Regions from separate parts of the Sus scrofa genome. Here all the other regions are linked to region 1. The links are chromatin contacts, called in public HiChIP or PLAC-seq maps. All regions are on one chromosome and are shown on one strand. The core of a region is the stretch at or near the end of the contact, and the rest is flanking DNA. Distances in the headings are between cores, read along the strand shown. Region 1 holds the start of ACTN1 (actinin, alpha 1). Region 2 overlaps ACTN1 (actinin, alpha 1). Region 3 overlaps DCAF5 (DDB1- and CUL4-associated factor 5).

Region 1 (4,144 bases), core at 735-3,234:
TGACCCAGGAGATAAACCAGGTGAGGGAGGGACTCCCCTCTCCCCCAGCTCTCCCTAAGGGGAGACAGGAAGAGGGGGAAGTGTTTTTAAGCAACTGCCACAAAGCAAAGAAGCCATCCGCTTCAAAGCCCCGGGAACCTTCAGATGCGGCTGCAAGAGGGCTGGGCTCAGCAGAAGCCAAGACCCTGGGGCTCAGGTCCCAGGCTTTAGGAAGCCCTTTGTGCTTGTGTTTTAAATTACCTCTGCTTGTCTGATGAAGTGAGTAAAAGGGCGCTGTTTCAGGACTTAGGATTCCTGAGTGAGCTAATACAGGATGCCTTTGGCTGAAAAAAAAACTTCAGTCGGCTCCCTAAACTCCCCCCCTTTTAAGTTTAAAAAGGGGAATGAATGTTACCATTTTTGGACATGAGCGTTCTCCCTCAAGCCCAGCCCTAACCGCACTATCCAGAGGGACGCGCCATCCTGTCCCCCCCCACCCCCATTCCCAGATCAGCAGAAGGGTGGAGGGGGGCGGGGTAAGGAGGGACCGGATGGGAGCGGGCAGCGGGGGAGGAGGGGGAGAGGGGGTGTTCAGGGTACGTGGCCGCCTGGGGCAAGAGCTCACCGCGCAGGCAGGAAGCAGAGGCAGGATTGGGGCGCCCTCCCCCAACAAGAGTGGTTTCTGACCTCTTCCTGCCACCGGCCACTGTGCCCGAGTCCCAGTGCCAGCTCCGAGCCCAGGCCCGTGGCGGAGCGCGCACCCGGCGCCTGGGACTCGCCTCGGTGGCTTAAGCATGGAGCCTTAATGACTAACCCCAAATATCCCCGGAGACAATGCCTTGCCCTGGAGCCCCTCAACTCGGATCAAGTTGCCCAAATTCTCCTTCTCCCAGGAATGAGCGGGGGTCGGAGCGGCAGAAGGCAGACGCAAGCCCATCTCCGCTCGCAGCTACCAACCACGGAGTTAAGCAATAAAACGGTTTGCCGTCCGGACCCCGCCCCCACAGGGCCTGCTGGGGAGCTCGCGTCGCCCCGGGTTCTCTCGGCCGCAACCCCACTCCAGCAGGTCCACCTCCAGGCAGCCCCGGAGGAGGCTGCCAATCCCTCCAGTGCCCGCTCTCTCCTCGGCCTGGGGGCTGGGGCTGGGAGAACCCGTGCAGCTTGTCCCCTCCGGGTACCAAGCCCAGAGCGGCCCAGGAACCACGCTGCCACCGCACGCCATATGGAAAGGCGGTCAGGGGCGGAGAAGGGAAGGGAAAATCGATCCGGAGCTAGCAGCCAGCCGGGGGCTTAGCCCCCAGCCTCCCGAGCACCGCCCCAGCGACCTGCCCACGCAGGGCTGGTGCGGCTGCAGCGGGGTGGCCTGGTTCACTCGCCCAAAGGCGACCTGCCCGCCGGCAACCCCACCTCCCCGCGCTCGGCCTCGGCGTTCGCGGGCTCTGGAGCCCGGGCGCTCCCCCTTCCGCCCCGCGCCTGTAACCCAATACCCTTCCTCACTGCAGCCGCTCATCCCCCGCCCCCGCTCGAGCGCGCCTGGAACTGGTTCGCAGCCGGGTGCGAGCCCGGCAGACAGAGGTGCCCGGGGCGGGGGGCGGGGAGCTGCGGGGGGCCAGGGTGGTTGCTGACCTTTCTCTGCTGCTTCTCCCAGGCTGGGTCCAGGAGCAGATCTCGATCCCAGTCCTCTTCGGGCTGCATGTAGTCGTTGGTTTGCTGGGAATCATAATGGTCCATGGTGGTGCGCGCGTGCTAGGGGCTGGATTTCTTCCTCCACCTTCTCTCCCGGCGGCGGCTGCTGCGGCTGCTGCCCCGCGTGGGGAGGTAGTTGGGCTGGGCTGGGCTGGGCTGGCGGGGCCGAGCTAGCTCCCCTGCGCCCAGTTCCGCCGCTGCGCTGCTCGCAAAGGCTGCTGCTGGGAGCGGCGCCGGCGGCTCGAGCTCGCGGACTGGCTGCCTCGCTCCGGCGCTCGGACCTAATCTCCACGCACACTGAGCGAGGCGGACACACTCTCGCTGCGGGAGCCAAGGCGGGCGGGGGCGAGGGGAAGGGGCAGAGCCCTCCCGAGGTTCTCCATTGGCCAGGCCGAGTTGCCCAAACTTCCCCCCATCGCCTCTCATTGGGAATTCCTGGCATCCGTCAGCAGGGCCCGGCGCATATAGGTGGACTGGGCGGCCCCCTCCCGGCGCGCACGCCCCCGCCCACTCCCCGGGTTCCCACTCCCCCGCGGCTCATGTGACACCAGCTTAAGCTGAACGGGACCGCTGCCGGGGGGGGACGCCTCCCGGAGCTCGGGGACCGAGCGGGAGCCCCAGGAACCGCAGGAGGATTGAACACGCTCCTCACCCGCGGGAAGGCCCGGAACTCCGGCGCGCTGGTGTCCTGCGCTCCCACGCGCGCTCCAAACCCCAGAAGGCCAGGGGCTGGAGAAGGGACGCGGGGAAACCCGAAAAGCATTTCATTTTCTCTTTCTCAGGGTCCAGAGAGGTCGGCACCCAGGGAAGGGGGGCGGGGAATGCCGGAATGGAAAGGAATTTCCTGGGAATTTCCTGATTCTGCCACCCGGCCCCGCCCCACCCGGTGGGATCCAGTAGACCCCTGCCCTCCCAGGGCCGGGTTTCTGGCCGGCCGACGGCCCTCGGAGGCCCCGCAGTTTTGCCGCCTCACGGCGGGGTCCTTTGCGGCCCGCCCTTAGGCTCAGGGACCGCTCTGCGCCGGGGCTTCCCCGGTGGCAGCTACGTCGCACAGGTTCCCGGGAATCCCCTAAGGGTCCCCGCTGGCTGGCACAGCCCGAGCTACCCTCATAGACACGCCTGGGCTGCATCTTCGCAACTCTGAGTGTTCTGCCTACTCCGGACATCCTCAACCCACATCCCTGACAGATGGGGAAACTGAGGTTCAAAGAGTTGAGCTTTACCAGGGATTTATGGAGTTCTCAGGACTCCACAGGCCAACCCTGTAACCTTATACCTGACAAACAAAGCCTTATTGTTATTGGAGGAGGAAGGAGGGCAGCATTGGTGAAACAGGTCTCATTGACTGGTGCCTGCCTGAGCTTCCTTCCTCAGGCCTAGTGAGAAGAAGATCTACACAGCCGGCTCCAGCAGTGACAGACACCAGGAAGAGGCAGGCCTCACACCCTGGTGGGCTCCTCTGAGAAGTCCGGGACTGTAGAACAGTAGCAAGAAGATCTCCAATAGCTTATGCACATGGTAGTACTTCATCTATGGCCCCGCAGGATGGCTGAGTCTACTGCAAAAATGAAAGTATGTCAGTCCAAAGGTGAGTAAAGGAGCTAGAAAGGGCCGTGAATTGAGATACTTGAAAGGCCACAGATTGGAAAGGTGGAGAAAGTGCCCGTGCCTCTCAGGAGAGCCACCAGTGCTGTTGTAAGCAGACATGGGTGCTGCTGTGGCTCCCCCACCATTAGTCAACCTTGCATGTTTATGCAAGTGTCACCGTTCAGCGCTGTGCCTGCCACAAGTCCCTGGCTGAGGAAGCACTGCACCCAAGCCACGGAGACAGCAGATTTATGGACGATTTTATACCCACTTCTAAACTGTGGCTCAAAGCCTGACATAGAGGGTAATGATGGTGCTGTATCCATTCATTCGCTAAATAAATATGTGCTGAGCACCATCCGTGTGTCAGGGGACGTGCTAGATGTTATGTATATAGAAAGGAAAAAGACACACTCCCTGCCCCCATGCAGCCCAGCAGAGACAGACACAAAAATAAAAATACACTGCAAAGAGATATGTAATCCCTCAGCCAGAGGACTGTAGGGCTACAGAGGATGCGCTTTCAACCCAGTATAAGAAAGGAAGCTGCAGGTAAAACTTTTTGGAGGAGGTGAAGTTCAAGTGAGCCTTAAAGAACAAGAGTCAGCCAGACAATGAAGAATGTGGGAGGTTATTCCAGGCAGAAGGAACAGTGTGAGCTAATACATGGGGGCAGGAAACTGCATGGTATAAAAGGAATGCTTAGCATTTCATCATGGCTAGGCTAGAAATTCAAGGCCAGGAGGGTTAAGAGATGGGGCTGGAGAGGCAGCAGCCAGACCTTGAAGGCCTCTCGAGCCCCGGGAAGTATGGATCTGAGGGGAACGAAGCTGGCTGGAGAGTGGGAAGGATGGACTGGGGGTTTGGGATTGGCATATGCACACTGGGATAT
Region 2 (4,320 bases), core at 22-2,521, 70 kb before region 1:
CTGAGGAGGAAGGTTTGATTGGTCTGTGAAATTTAAAATCCAGGAATCTTCAGGTAGGGGCAAAGGGGCCTTTGTGAAATGCACATAGCCATGTAAGGAGAAAGCATTGGGACCCATAGTAGAATTTAGTGTTCGTCTCAAAAAAATAAGGTTTCTTTATATAGAATGCATGGATCAACATGACACATGTTGCTGTGTGTATAAAGCAGACATGGGTCTGTAAGGTAAGGCAGGTGGGTATCTGAGGGGACTCCAAGAGCTCCCAGAGCAGGAGGGCTTCAAACCACACCGCCCCCATGTGTTCATGTCTGTCAATTGCAGGTTATGGTACCCAGTGAAGTGGGTTTGTAGATAATCTCATTTACTTTCATTTACAACATGGACTTTAAAAATGATGTTAAACAATTCCTGAGAAGATAATTTAATCATTCAAGCACAGGAAGACTGTTTTTAAAAAATCAGCAAAGCTAATTCTTCTGCTCTTAGTTCAAGCTCTTTGTCAGTTACAATATTAAAACCGTAACAGCTTAATCAGAGTTGACAAGAAGTCTACTCCAAAGAACAAACCCATCAAGAAAGTTATTTGAAAAACAGATTTTTATCTATTATCACTAACATGAACCATGCCCTATGTGACAACTGTGGGTATCTTTTTACCACTTCAGCCCTAAATACCAGGTATCTATAAACCAAACTTAGACCTTCAAGTCACTGTATCACCAAGCGTCAAACCAAAAGTTCCACAGCAAAGCAATCTAATCCACTGTTCTCATTAAAAATTATTCTGAGGAAAGATCTTTTTAGGATTTGATTTCCAGGCCATTAAAATCAACAAAAATGTTTTAAAAATACCTCCATCTCATCTTTTAAAAATTTGTTTTGGTATGTGTATTTTATACCATGCATTGCAATACGTGAATATAATTTATTACAAAATAAACACATATTCTGAGCTAAAGCTCAAAACTGCTGGAGTGTGAAATCAAAAGTTTAGACAGCAACGAGATCTTGCTGTCTAGCACTGAGAACCATATCTAGTCACTTACGATGGAGCATGATGGAAGTAATGTGAGAAAAAGAATTTATACATGTATGTGTGACTGGGTCACGTTGCTGTACAGTAGAAAACTGAGAGAACACTGTAAACCAGCTCTAATGGAAAAAATAAAAATCATTAAAAAAAAAGTTTAGAGAGATCACTGCCCCAACTGTTGGTGGTCCCTTGCACATCTGCAAAGTGGCCACCAGAGGGTGCTGTGGGAGCAAAGGGGAGGACCAGGGGTCAGCTTGCTCTCCCATCAATCCCCCTACTCTGTCAAATTTAACAACCTAAAAGCCAGCTGGGGTGTTTCCCCACAACAACCTTCAGCCTCCTTACAGTGAGGGGTTTCCCTGGGGCCAACACACCTGAGACCAGCACCCCAAACAGTTCTTACTTCTCTGTAGACTAGGAGAGACTAAGAGAGAGAGGACAGAGGCCAGCAATGGGAAAGCAGCTCAGGCTGTGGCCTGTGACCAAGGGGCCCTGTTGCCCCAGGGTCTGGGGGAAAGACGTGACGGTGAAAGCTCAGGAGAGGCAAAGAACAGAGCAGAAGACCTACCTTCCACGGAGATGTCCTGGATGGCAAAGCGGAGGATGATGGTCCAGATCATGCCCAGGGTCATTTTCACGTTCCCATCCACGATTTCTATGGCAACAGCAGCAGGACACATCAGGATGGGTCTCAGCAATTCCCTGAACACCCAACATCACTCCAACACCCAAGGTCGCCCCAACACCCAAGGTCACTCCATGCACCACATAGGAAATCAAAGATCACACACTCCCCTCCTCTACAGGGAAGTCTAAAAACTGGTGCCATCATATGCACTGGTGCCAGGAGGGAAGACTACTTGGGGGTGTCTTGGGGGCACTAGGAGAGTGTGATCGCTTCAACTGGATGCAACAGGAAAGGCAACAGAGAAGGGGGTGTCTTAAACCCTGGTGGTGCCCCTCAGCCTAACGGAGAAGAGGGAGAGGATTTCTACACCATCACAAATGTCCAGGCACCTCTGTACAAATGCAGCTTTCAAAACAGTCAACCGCACCTGGAAAGCCAGGGCAGGCAACACACAGAAAAAGATTTGTACACTACCATCTGGAAGGAGCCACTAATTCACAACTCATCCTTATGGTGCCATTAGTTGGGCTTTTTGAATTACTATTATTCAAAGAACAGCTTCAACACTCGACTTCTTTCCATTTATCTACTGGTTTCTGAATGCCACGACTTACTGTTCCCTCCTAAGTAAGTCACCTGGCTTCTCTAAGCCTTAGCATCCTCATTTATAAATTGGGGTGAACTTATAAAGTGGGGTTGCTTGCTCTATGTAAGGTCCAATGAGATAATGTATGCAAAACTCTTTGCAAATGAAAAAGCACTTTTCTGTAAAAGGAGTTAAAGAGATGAAAGGATAAAGCTGAGCCAGAGCCTTATAAAACAAAACAAAACAGAAAAAAAAAACAAAAACAAAGAGCTTCAAGATCACAACTAAGAGATAGCCCACTAAATTCAATCTAAGCAGCACTTTTTAGACTTTTTTTTAAATGCCAAGGGGGTCGGGGGAGGGAGTGGGATGAACCTGGAGTTTGGGGCTAGCAGATGCAAACTATGACATTTAGAATGGACAAGCAATGAGGTCCTGCTGTATAGCACCGGGAACTATATCCAGCCTCTTGGGACAGACCAGGATGGAAGATAAGGGAATTATATCCATGTATGACTGGGTCACTTTGCTGCACAGCAGAAATTGGCACAACACTGTAAATCAGGGAAGCAGGGATGACAAAGATCAATAAACTGGTTTTTAAGGCACCTAAGATACAGAGTCATTTGTGGGGTCTTGGGGGCTGAGCGCTGACCATCGAATGCTGGTTTTTACATCTTCACCTGCTTCCAGACATGAGACGGTCCCCTGGCCCCACGGTGAGGTGCTCTTGCTTATTTTTTTTGCTTCCTACCTCCAACACTAGTTTTAGGGGACACCCAACAAAACCAGGAGAAGGGGCAGCTTCCAGAGGTTCCTGATTCCCTGAGCCCACGTCCACTAGGGTTTGCTTCCCACACACCCCTTAAGCAAGAGTGGATTCCACTGAGGAAATGAATGCTAAGATTCCATCCCCGTCCTCAAAAGAGAGGGCAAAGTGGCCTGTCGCTGAAGGACTCACAAGAGACAGGCCCTGGGCAATGAAGTCTGGCCACAGCTGCTTCTGCGGGGGTGGGAACCTCTGCTCTGCTTGCATCAGGGTGCTGAGCAAAGGAAGCACAGGGTCCACTTTGACCTGGGACAGGATGTAACTCTTCCTGCTACGTGGGGGGTTTAAATGCCCCTCCCAGAACCCTGGGCCTCAGCAGGGCAATGACCCAGGCTGGAGAGGACCTGGGTTAGAGAGACAGGGAGCTGGAACAGCTTGTGACCCTGCTCCTCAACTACAACGGCCAGCCTGCACTTTGCAGAGCATGCTGGGGGGGAAGTGCGGTCAGTCAAGAATCAGTTCCTAAGCAGAAACGGACAGAACACTGTAAATCAACTATAATGATTTTCTTTCTTTTTTTTTTTTTTTTTTTTTTTTTGCTTTTTAGGGCCACCCTTGCAGCATATGGAGGTTCTGAGGCTAGGGGATGAATCGGAGCTGTAGCTGCTGGCCTGCACCACAGCCACAGCAACGCGAGATCCGAGCTACATCTGCAACCTACACCACAGCTCGCAACAACGCTGGATCCTTAATCCACTGAACAAGGCCAGGGATCAAACCCGCAACCTCATGGTTCCTAGTCGGATTCGTTAACCCCTGAGCCACGACAGGAACTCCTGCCTCCCAGATTTTAAAGTGAAAAATCCTTCTCATGCGCTCTCTTCCACTTAAATCCCAACCCCTCACCCAGGTCAAGCCCAGACCTCATCAATCTCATTTGACCTTCCGGAATCAAATATCACACAAGAAATCTTAGAGGTCTATTCTAAGCCCTCCCCGCAGTGTATCCACTCCTTGCTTCCAGCCTCCATCTAACACCTGCTGGGACGGTGAACCCATTCTCCTCCCTAAGCTGCGTGTCTCATCCACAGTCAGCCTGCCCATCGGTCTCCCTTTCAGGCCTGATTCTGCCAGAGTCAAGTCCTTGCCACATGTGGTAGTCCTTCAAAGGTCTGGGGTCTCTCACCCAGGCCAGGCTTGGTCCCCCTGGGACCCCAGCCAGGATGACTGGCAACGTCTCCCCCGACCCCAATTCCAGGAGGGCTCGTTCCAGGTGATCCACTCCACTGTCTTTCACAGTCCAT
Region 3 (4,140 bases), core at 1,593-4,092, 110 kb after region 1:
AGAACTGCTATTTAACATTTAAATCAAACACAGCTCTTATTTCTCCTTGACTTTTGATAGAAGGGAAAAAAATGTGATTGAACAATTTTGTGATGTGCTCACTGCAAGACTATTCTCAGAAAAAGATTTGCCAATGGTATATAAAATAACTTTGATCATATCATTTATAACCAGTGCCTGCCACAAATACTATCCAAAGCAAACAGGAAATTTTTACTTTGGAAATGGCCAAAGCCATAGGTTTATTTATTTAATTTGTGGTAGGAGAAAAGAGAATTTCATTGGCGTCCAATAAAAGCATATGCATACCCATAAGATTAACACTATTTTACGGAGTTTCTATCATGGCTCAGTGGTTAACGAATCCGACTAGGAACGATGAGGTTGCAGGTTCGATCCCTGGCCTTGCTCAGTGGGCTAAGGATCCGGCGTTGCTGTGAGCTGTGGTGTAGGTTGCAGACAGGGCTCAGATCTGGCGTTGCTGTGGCTCTGGTGTAGGCCGGCGGCTACAGGTCCAATTAGATCCCTTGCCTGGGAACCTCCATATGCCTTGGGGGTGGCCTTAGAAAAGGCAAAAAGACCAAAAAAAAAAAAAAAAAAAGAACAACACACTATTTTACATGTGAAGTTACATGATTTTTGCTTCTTTGAATCATTTGCCATTTCAGTTTCGCTAGGTTCCTGGAATTCTTTGGTTTATTAAAATAACTACCCTTTATAAGTTCTGAGTAGGAAAAAATCTATTAATAAAGAAACATTCCAAAGAAAAGAAAAGAGACTGAAAAAAAAGAAGAACGTTCCATAAAGACACCCAATAATTGTCAAATAATCATTAGGGAAGAAAAATATTTTAAATGCTCTAAATCTCCAACAGCTGCTTGTAACAAAGCAGTCTGGATTACTTAAAGATCAATCTTTGGCAAAATTCTTTTGGAAGTCTAGGTAAGATGAGTGGTCATCAACAAATGGCCTTCAGCAGCCAGTATCTCCTCTACGGGCCTTAGTTTTTGTATGTGGGACTAGGAAGTGGAAAGATGGCATCACTCATTTCAGTCTGCAAATGAGTATTTATATTCTTCATTCAAGCAAAGGTCTCCAATCTTTCACAGAAGGGAATATTACTTCCCTTTACTCTCTCTCTTTTCTTTTTTTGTGGCTATGCCCCCAGTGTGTGGAAGTTCCTGTGCCATGGATCAAACTTGCACCACAGCACAATCTGATCCACTGCACTGTCAATGCCAGGTCCTGAACTTACTGCACCACATGGGAACTCCTCCTCTTCTCTCTTTTTTTAAAGACACCTCCCCAGAAAGAGGTACAGCTACTTAAAGTAAATTCTATAAGGAGAATGGGGCAGGTAGGGTAGGTTATACTGTTCCCATCATTAGTATCTACCATTTCCTAGGGCAGCCCAGCCTCCCAGTCAGGAATTATACATTAAAGGAGAACTGCCACACCATGTCACCAGATCACATCAATTCCATCTGCTCCTAAACCAGCCATTATCTAGCAGGTCTGCATATACTCCAAAACCTCTTAAGCTTTCTAAGTTCTTTATCAGTAAATGAACCAGAATATGGTTTAATCCATGAGTAAAATCTTAACACAGGATTGCTAATACCTGAAACTCCTAGTTTTTAGGAATTCCACAAATGCCTTAATATTACATGCAAAACTATGTACATATGTACATTTTTCTTAAATGAATATTCAAAGATTTTATACTTTCAAAGAGGTTCAGGATTCAAAGAGTTACAAATAAACAAGTTATCTTCATGCTACCTTCGCTTTATAAAAGTCTACTAAAATATTCACCTAAAAAATACATACAACAAGGAATTCCTCTGCCACAGCATTCTGTGTTCCGCTCTCCCTCACTAGCCCGTGGAAAAGACTATCATCACTTTATCTCTATAACACAAGTGGCAGCACACCTACAGGAAAAGGTAGGTACAATCATAGACAAGGGAGTAAGTCTAGTTCTGGTTCTGCTACTGATTAGATCTGCTGTTTCAAACTACTCTAGACCTTAGTTTCACATGGGGATGAAACCTGTCCAACTACACCCAAAGGTTGCTAGGAAGATTAATATGATATGAAACTGCTTTAAAAGCTAAAGGGCTAAATATACATGATATAAAAGACAGACAAGGAGAAGAAGAAAAAGTTAGCCTAAAGACACAGAGCAAGTCAAAGGATGGAACCCAAGAGTTGAATCTCCCTCTATTAAAAGTAGGCCTTTACTTAAGCTGAAGGGGAACATATGGCACGCTAGGCTCCCAAGAGTTTAATCAGGGCTGCATGGAGTTTTTGCTTTTTTTTTTTTTTTTTAAAGCAAAGTTATAACTTTCTAGGGTGCCTCACTGGCCTGGAGCACACTTCCCAGCAAATTCCTGCACCTCTGTTATATTCGTATAATGTCAACACAGAAAGGTTGAGTGGTGATGTAATGTCTGAGGCCAGGCCATGTATTCAAGCCATTCTGTTGCATTCCCAGGGAAGAAGTCAGCTCTTTTCTCCACGGGATGAGATACTATGACTTAATGATCATGACGTTAGGGGCCTTGCCATCTATCAAGTTCAAAAGAAAGGCATGTATAAGTGACCCCAATGTTCAGACACTCCAGGGATCAATCCTTTCAAGAAAACTTTATTATACTTTCTCCTTCCTTCCCCACCCCAGTTTCAGCAAGATACAGGGATTACTAAGCCAGGTATTAGATGAGACTAAAGCAAGAGAAGATTTAAAAATTACCACCTGACCATTTCCAGGCCATACACATACCCATTAGCCTGAAAGACTTACTTCCCAGAAGCCTGAGCTGCTGCTCTGCTGGACTCTCACAATCTAGGGCAAGAGCCATTTAAGGAATTGTGAAAGAAAGGGAACAAAAGCCGGGTGCTGTCTTACAAATGTGTGCCAGAAAAGCTAGCAGGTGGAAAACTGGCCTTCCCTTTTAACCCTGTGAAGAGATTGGCTCACTGAGTAGAGAGCTGAGTATGAAGCTTGGGAGATAGAATGCATCCAGTCAGGCTTCAGGGAGAAAACGAAAAGCAAACAAAAAATCCAAATATGGGAGTTCCCGTCATGGCGCAATAAGCAAACCATGTATTTTTAGCCAAAAGTAGGGAAGACAAGAGACTATACAGGGCTTTGAATGAAAATCTCAAAGAGGGTCTGCCTGGCAGTCATATGAATGTGTCTACCACAGCATCAGGCACACTGTAGATGCTCAGTAATTATCTGCTTTCTTATTTTATAAGACTGGGGGCAGGGATGGAGGGTAAGAGCAGGAACTCAGGAAAGGTTCAGTAGAAAACAGGAAAAAAGAACAGGTCTCCATTCACCTATGAGTTGGTGAAAGACCAAGAAATTAAACATGACAAAAAAACATCCTGATGAAGCACAGAGGTTTGAATCTGGTGGTGCTAGAACAGAATAGGTGTTGTGGTACATAGGTTTCTTTGATCCATACTATGAAGTATGAATTTGCTGTAATATTTAAAATCAGGAAACTTCACATTAAAAAAAAAATCTTTATCTCTGGCTTCCCTTGAAAAAACCCAAAGGCCTTCTTGGCAACAGTGGGCTGAAGCTGAGTCAAAGCTTTACTTTATGGCATTGATTTGGATTTAGAATGGGGTGGCCGCTCCAGCTGGCCACAGGCCCCACTACTCCCTACTTTTTACTTCTAGCACAAAACACCCATTTCTCTGCTTGCCTTGCTTCTGTTGGCATTAGGTTGTGACCTCTTGTAGAATTAAAGGAGTCTCTACTGAAAGCTCAAAACTCTGTATTATAGTCCCACTCAGCTACAAATCTGTATTTGTCTTAACTGTGTACCTAACCTCTCTAAGCCTGTTTTCTCATCTGTAAAAGGAAGGACTGCACAAAAGAATCTCTAATAACTCTATAGTTAGAATTGATTTTCAATAGTGGCAGTGAGCATGGGGAAGTCACGAAGTAGGTTCAGCTGGTTTTATACTTTATCCCAAGCCCAAGTTCTTGAAATTGTAGTTGTATTTGGGGAGCTAATGAATTACCTAGTGAACCTAGGATAATCTGATAAGAAGTATAGGCTCTCTGGCATAATATCTGGTTTGATTTATGTGGACTGAGTAATCTTACTGAAATTACAA

The links. HiChIP or PLAC-seq counts read pairs in DNA pulled down with a chosen protein or histone mark.
Region 2: an H3K27ac HiChIP or PLAC-seq map of alveolar macrophages shows a contact between it and region 1. The contact joins the enhancer-like site here to the promoter of ACTN1 in region 1. A contact is called at or near these places in 1 of 5 promoter capture datasets (liver), 14 of 47 Hi-C or Micro-C datasets (alveolar macrophages, blood, fetal liver and 5 more) and 2 of 2 datasets of contacts at active chromatin or transcription factors (alveolar macrophages and skeletal muscle).
Region 3: an H3K27ac HiChIP or PLAC-seq map of alveolar macrophages shows a contact between it and region 1. The contact joins the enhancer-like site here to the promoter of ACTN1 in region 1. A contact is called at or near these places in 1 of 5 promoter capture datasets (liver), 16 of 47 Hi-C or Micro-C datasets (alveolar macrophages, embryonic fibroblasts, fetal heart ventricle and 9 more) and 2 of 2 datasets of contacts at active chromatin or transcription factors (alveolar macrophages and skeletal muscle).

Annotation. Positions count from the first base shown.
Region 1 is chr7:92,642,858-92,647,001 of Sscrofa11.1, forward strand. ACTN1 (actinin, alpha 1) reads right to left here and starts at 1,985. Exons shown (of 21, transcript NM_001243061.1): 1 at 1,606-1,985. The coding sequence starts at 1,710.
Region 2 is chr7:92,573,095-92,577,414 of Sscrofa11.1, forward strand. It overlaps ACTN1 (actinin, alpha 1), which reads right to left. Exons shown (of 21, transcript NM_001243061.1): 4 at 1,602-1,688. Among named protein-coding and RNA genes, the nearest start is that of ACTN1, 70 kb to the right of the region's middle. Within about 2 kb of position 1,272, at least 3 of the 83 cell types and tissues checked have an H3K27ac peak or open chromatin away from gene starts, as enhancers often do. A contact at or near this core is called in alveolar macrophages, where this site is marked.
Region 3 is chr7:92,751,224-92,755,363 of Sscrofa11.1, forward strand. The region is part of intron 6 of DCAF5 (DDB1- and CUL4-associated factor 5); the gene reads right to left. Among named protein-coding and RNA genes, the nearest start is that of DCAF5, 60 kb to the right of the region's middle. Within about 2 kb of position 2,843, at least 22 of the 83 cell types and tissues checked have an H3K27ac peak or open chromatin away from gene starts, as enhancers often do. A contact at or near this core is called in alveolar macrophages, liver and subcutaneous adipose tissue, where this site is marked.